Regions from separate parts of the Mus musculus genome. Here region 2 is linked to region 1. The links are chromatin contacts, called in public Hi-C maps. All regions are on one chromosome and are shown on one strand. Each heading gives the region's core, a stretch centred on a gene start, on an enhancer-like site or on the middle of the called end of the contact. The rest is flanking DNA. Distances are from core to core; before and after follow the strand shown.

The links. Hi-C and Micro-C count contacts between places; a contact is called where the count stands out from the background.
Region 2: a contact with region 1 is called in a Hi-C map of the N1E-115 cell line, with 12 times the contacts expected there. The contact joins two enhancer-like sites. A contact is called at or near these places in 3 of 484 Hi-C or Micro-C datasets (the N1E-115 cell line, adipose-derived mesenchymal stem cells and cerebellar granule neurons).

Annotation. Positions count from the first base shown.
Region 1 is chr14:68,072,692-68,075,427 of GRCm38.p6, forward strand. All of the region lies in intron 1 of Gm31107 (a long non-coding RNA gene), which reads right to left. Among named protein-coding and RNA genes, the nearest start is that of Gm31107, 6.8 kb to the right of the region's middle. Within about 2 kb of position 1,435, at least 3 of the 459 cell types and tissues checked have an H3K27ac peak or open chromatin away from gene starts, as enhancers often do. A contact at or near this core is called in the N1E-115 cell line, where this site is marked.
Region 2 is chr14:68,252,462-68,255,182 of GRCm38.p6, forward strand. No RefSeq gene overlaps it. Among named protein-coding and RNA genes, the nearest start is that of Nefm, 130 kb to the left of the region's middle. Within about 2 kb of position 1,315, at least 4 of the 459 cell types and tissues checked have an H3K27ac peak or open chromatin away from gene starts, as enhancers often do. A contact at or near this core is called in the N1E-115 cell line, where this site is marked.

The sequences.
Region 1 (2,736 bases), core at 185-2,684:
AGACACAACATAAATGACAGAAGTCTACAATTAAGTCTTTCCCTCTAAACCAAATCCACTGGTCTGTGATGCTCTAATTCCCATGAACGGTAAGGAGCAGTACTCTTATTCTTGTTAACACCCTGAATTCACAGCATTTGTTATAGAAGTCTTAATGATCTAATGTGCTAACGCCATAGAACAAGAGCCAGATGTATGATACTATTAGAATCTATTAGAATATATCTATATAAATTAGAAAATACAAATGATCGAAAAGCACCAGGAGATGAATTGCTGTATAACAGCTATATATCTGGTGACAGCTTCAATGTAATAGAAAGGCAACCAAAAGCTTAGGAAATACACTGGAAAGTGTTTTAGCACCTTTACTGAGAAGTAAATTGTATTTGACAAGATACATTTACTCTAGTAAATTACATGACTTTGAATATTTCCATACAATTGTGCACCCACCCAAGTAATGGGATTTTGGGAAATTTCAACACTCAAAAGTTACCTTGTGAGGGCATTTCCTCCCCATGTTCCCTCTTCCCTTCAGTTTAAGCGCACAGTTCCAAATTATGTTTCCAGAAACAAATGACAAACCCAATTGTCATTCTTTTGTGAAAGTTCATCTTGTAAGAGGATGTTTTTTAAGGGTAGCCATGTTGCATTTTGATTGTGAGCGCTGTTTCTAAATAAATGTCATGTGGCTCCAGACAGCGGATGATTTATTAAACAAGATGGACTCCACAGATGTGGAAGGAGTGCAGTCATCAGGTTCTGCAGTCCAACTGACTGGTAACTGTGTGAAGAGGAGCTCGTGACCTTCCTGCTCATACAGCAGGCTGGTATTCTGAAAGAACGTACCCCACTGGGTATGCGCGTGCCTGTAAACCCAGCCTTGATGCAGGAGGATGCTGAGTTCAAGAGCAGCACAGGCTACATATTAATTAATTAATTAGTTAATTAATTAATTAGAAAAATGAGACTACAACAGACTACTTGAGTCTTGGAGATCCCTTAGCATTCTTTGTGTCTGTGAACAAATGAGAAATTGTTCCAGGCTCCCTAGGGACGGTCCAATTTTTGCATGTGGTTATCGACACAGCTAGATCTAGAGTCAATGCCTGAGCCCTGTCTGCTATCATTTCAGTTGCATACTGCAGCTTCCCCAAACTTTGAAACAGACATTGGGAAAAGGTGATAAAACTGTGATATATACACATGAAGCAGTCACAATAAAACTTACCTTTTTGAATAATGAACACACACTAAAGAGCAAAACAAAACAAACAAACAACAAAAACCAAACAAAATACCCAGACTTTAAAACCGATCTACAGAGAAACAGCAAATCTACAAAACACAGTTGTCAGGAGAACATGACAATGCATTTATCTGACTTAGGTGATTTTCTTTCCCGATTCTGCCGACTCCAATCGCTGTGCAGGCTGTGTTACCATGGTGACAACTACAGATTATTCTCCTGTCCTCTCTATAAACCTCAGACTTCAGGGTCTACAAGTCCCTAGACATTGATCTCAGACTCTTCATTTCTATTTTTCAAAAGAATATCAATCCATAAATCTTAGGAAGATATAAAGAGAGAGAGAGGGGGGGGGTAAGATGAGGGAGTTCTTCAAATTCTCACACTGGGTTTAGATGAGACATGCGCATAGATGCCAGCCAGGGTGCTTTAATCTGTAACCCTGAAGCCACAATAAGAAAAGAATATGCTTTTCTTCCCTTCTTTATAACTAATCCATGAATTAAAAAAATAGGTGGGTGCATAAGTTCATTGTATTATGGGAGGGGGTCTGATTTGATAGATAAAATATGGCCAATCATCCGGCTATTTATGATTCAGCCCCATCTGGCAGGAAGGACAAATTTATGCAACAGTTCCAACTAGTAATTCTTCCCTCAAATGCCTGGTTCTGCAGGTTTCTGCCCGGAGGCTGCTGGGTATTCACATCTGGATTAGGCACAAGCAAGCCGTACTCTTCCAGACCCTCACTACGATCACCGAGAGACAGCACGGCTCACTGGCCCTGTCTGTTGCGTATTTTCTACCCTTTTACTTCTTTTGAATCACAGAATATCAGGTTGTCTGAGCATCGGGGAGGCCAAGCATGGTCAAGGCCAGCTCAGAGGTGGAGTGAACCTTGTGAAACATTCTTGCCTCATCCCTGGGGTAGCCCTTCTGTCTTTGAAACGGAGCCAGGCCATCACTTTCTACAGCTGCCGCCTGTCCATGTCGTTCACAGCAGACAGCCGTGGCCCTTACTTAAGCCATCTTTCTAAATTTCTCTTTGGAAACCGAATTGGAAGTCAATTTTAATTTGGATGACTTCTAAAGTAAATCCTAATCATCGTAATGGGCAAAACATTTTTTTTCTTTTTTCTTTTTGGCAAGAGGCAAAAGGGGCCACTTTGAAAATTGAAATACCTCAGGCCTGTTCAGAAGTGCATCTGTTATGCTAACATGATTTAGTGGCTCTGTTATTAAATTTGTAGGATAAAGTGAAACTGAAAGATGCATGGGGTTTGTGTGTGTGTGTGTGTGTGTGTGTGTGTCTTCTTTTTCCTTCTGGATAATATAATAATAAAAAGGGAATTGCTAGTTAGCAAGCAGGCATCCAGCCTGTATCTGAAGAGAGATCTCCAAAACAATATTGTTCTTATAATTTTTTCAGTGGTGGCTATCTACGTTACATAGCTACGTTAAGGATGATATATTTATTCGTATAT
Region 2 (2,721 bases), core at 65-2,564, 180 kb after region 1:
TCTTAAACCTCATTTTATGGTATATTCAGCACACCCATGCTTATATTAATAAGTGAATTGAGAGGAAGTGCCCTAAATGGAACTCACTCCCTCAGACTGGGAAGGTGGCCTCAGCCAAACTTGGAGTGCTGCTATAAAGAAGTCGGTGGGGGAACAGAAATAGACAGCTCTTAGGATCTAACAACATCGACTAGAAAATGAAGACACAGCAAGGGGTTGTGGCTGCTTTGGGTTCTGGGGAGAGAGAGCACCAAGGCTGGATCTTGAACTGTGTTTGTGGTTGCCTTAGTATTATGCTTTTCCCCCAGTGTCTCTGGCTCTGCTATACAAAGGACAAAGAGAAAGTGCCCACCTGAATTCTGGGCTAGTAATCACTATATTGCTAATTAAAAAAAAAAGGCATCATGCTTCAGGGATCACTTCCATATGGGAGAATGAAACCATAACTTAAATAGCTACTGCTCCTTCCCAGGGAAGTCACTGCCTGGACACAGGGAACCTGCTGACTCATGACCCAGCTCTGCTGGGCTGGCTTCTCGTCCCACCTCTGACCAGCTGGAACACCTTGTGTAAGCTCTTGCTTGCTGCTTCTGATGCCTGTTCCTGTGGGAAGGTGGGAAGACACTCGCCCTGCAGATGTGTGCCGGAGATCAGTCACTCAGCCACCCTTGTCCCCTAGTTTTGCAGAGCGGCTGGTTCCTTAGCTTGGAGATGCTAGACTCAGCTGTAGCTCATTGCGCCTTATGGAGAAAGGGCTGGGGAGTCACTCAGCAGAGCAGGCTTTGCCTTCGAGAAGCTTTGGTGTGCACTTGTGAGCACCGTGGAGCCATAAAAGAGACATGGCATGGCACTGGGGAATGGGAGTTTCGGAGTGAGCAAAATGTGGGACAGGAAGCTGCAGTTCAGGGCACCTCTGCAACCTCTGAGTCAGCACTGTCTCTTCTGTCATCTCTCAGGTGACCTACCCCACTCCCCTGACAGGGGACACAGCAGGAAGGGCAAAGGTATGTGGTTTAGAACAGAAAATAGATACCTTGGAAACAAAACAGACATTTGCCTTTTAATTATCTCCTCTTGGCTTCTGCAGATTTTTTTTTTAAGTAAAGTTCCGGGGGTGGTGGTAGTGGTGGTGGTGGAATACTCTTTCTCACATCTACAGAGCCAGCTCCATCTGTCCATTAACCTTTAACATTGATTAAGATGAATGTCATTTCTGTCCCCAAAAGCTTTTAGATTGCATTTGAATCCAGCAGCCCTGCTCCTGAAGAGCTTGCGATTCAATTCTTTGAGTTATGGCACCTCAGAGCCCTCTGATGGTCAAAGGGGAAATGAATAGCTCCAGTCTCCTGGCTAGATTATGACCAAGATGAATGAGTGCTCTCCTGGCTGGGGCGGTGGGGGTGGGGGTGGGGGACAGGGCTTATTCTTGGCTCCAGTGGCTACCTAGACACCCCCCAAAAGGTCTCTGAGTTTGGAAGTAGCTGTGATGCAAGGTGTAAACAGATTCTGTAGTGTGGCCTGTCACAAATGCCACAGGAATTCAGAGCAGAGATTTTCTTCAGCCAGGATGCTCAGGAAGAGCTTCCTGGAGGAAGCTGATTGTCTGATTGAAAAAGTAATAATGTTTAAAATATAATCATATCCTTGCTCTGAGCAATGAATAATTCATGTGGCTTATTTAATTAGCCAAAAAAAAATGTAGAGAGTCCTCTTTAGCTCATGAAAACAGCAACAGCATCCAGTGACCTCCAGGCATACTTGGAGTGGCAATCATGCCAGTTCTTGTACCATGTGTGCATCATGTCCTCTGATGGAAAGGGGAGGTCCTCTGTCAGAATATGTTAGAGAGAAGCACACATTTCCATCCCTTTGATTGTCATAGAGTTGAAACAATAAACCCCAAAGACTTAACTTTCTCCAGGAATTCCATTAAGGAGCAAGAAAAAAGTGGAGACCTTGCCAGCCAGGGCAGAAACTTACCTCCTACAAGATTTCCTATAGTTCTGATAATTTAAACGAACAAATGCATGTTTCCTGTTACATCTTTTTTTTTTTCTTTCCATTTTTTATTAGGTATTTAGCTCATTTACATTTCCAATGCTATACCAAAAGTCCCCCATACCCACCCACCCCCACTCCCCTACCCGCCCACTCCCCCTTTTTGGCCCGGGCGTTCCCCTGTTCTGGGGCATATAAAGTTTGTGTGTCCAATGGACCTCTCTTTCCAGTGATGGCCGACTAGGCCATCTTTTGATACATATGCAGCTAGAGTCAAGAGCTCCGGGGTACTGGTTAGTTCATAATGTTGATCCACCTATAGGGTTGCAGATCCCTTTAGCTCCTTGGGTACTTTCTCTAGCTCCTCCATTGGGAGCCCTGTAATCCATCCATTAGCTGACTGTGGGCATCCACTTCTGTGTTTGCTAGGCCCCGGCATAGTCTCACAAGAGACATCTACATCTGGGTACTTTCGATAAAATCTTGCTAGTGTATGCAATGGTGTCAGCGTTTGGATGCTGATTACTGATTATGGGGTGGATCCCTGGATAAGGCAGTCTCTACATGGTCCATCCTTTCATCTCAGCTCCAAACTTTGTCTCTGTAACTCCTTCCAAGGGTGTTTTGTTCCCACTTCTAAGGAGGGGCATAGTGTCCACACTTCAGTCTTCATTTTTCTTGAGTTTCATGTGTTTAGGAAATTGTATCTTATATCTTGGGTAT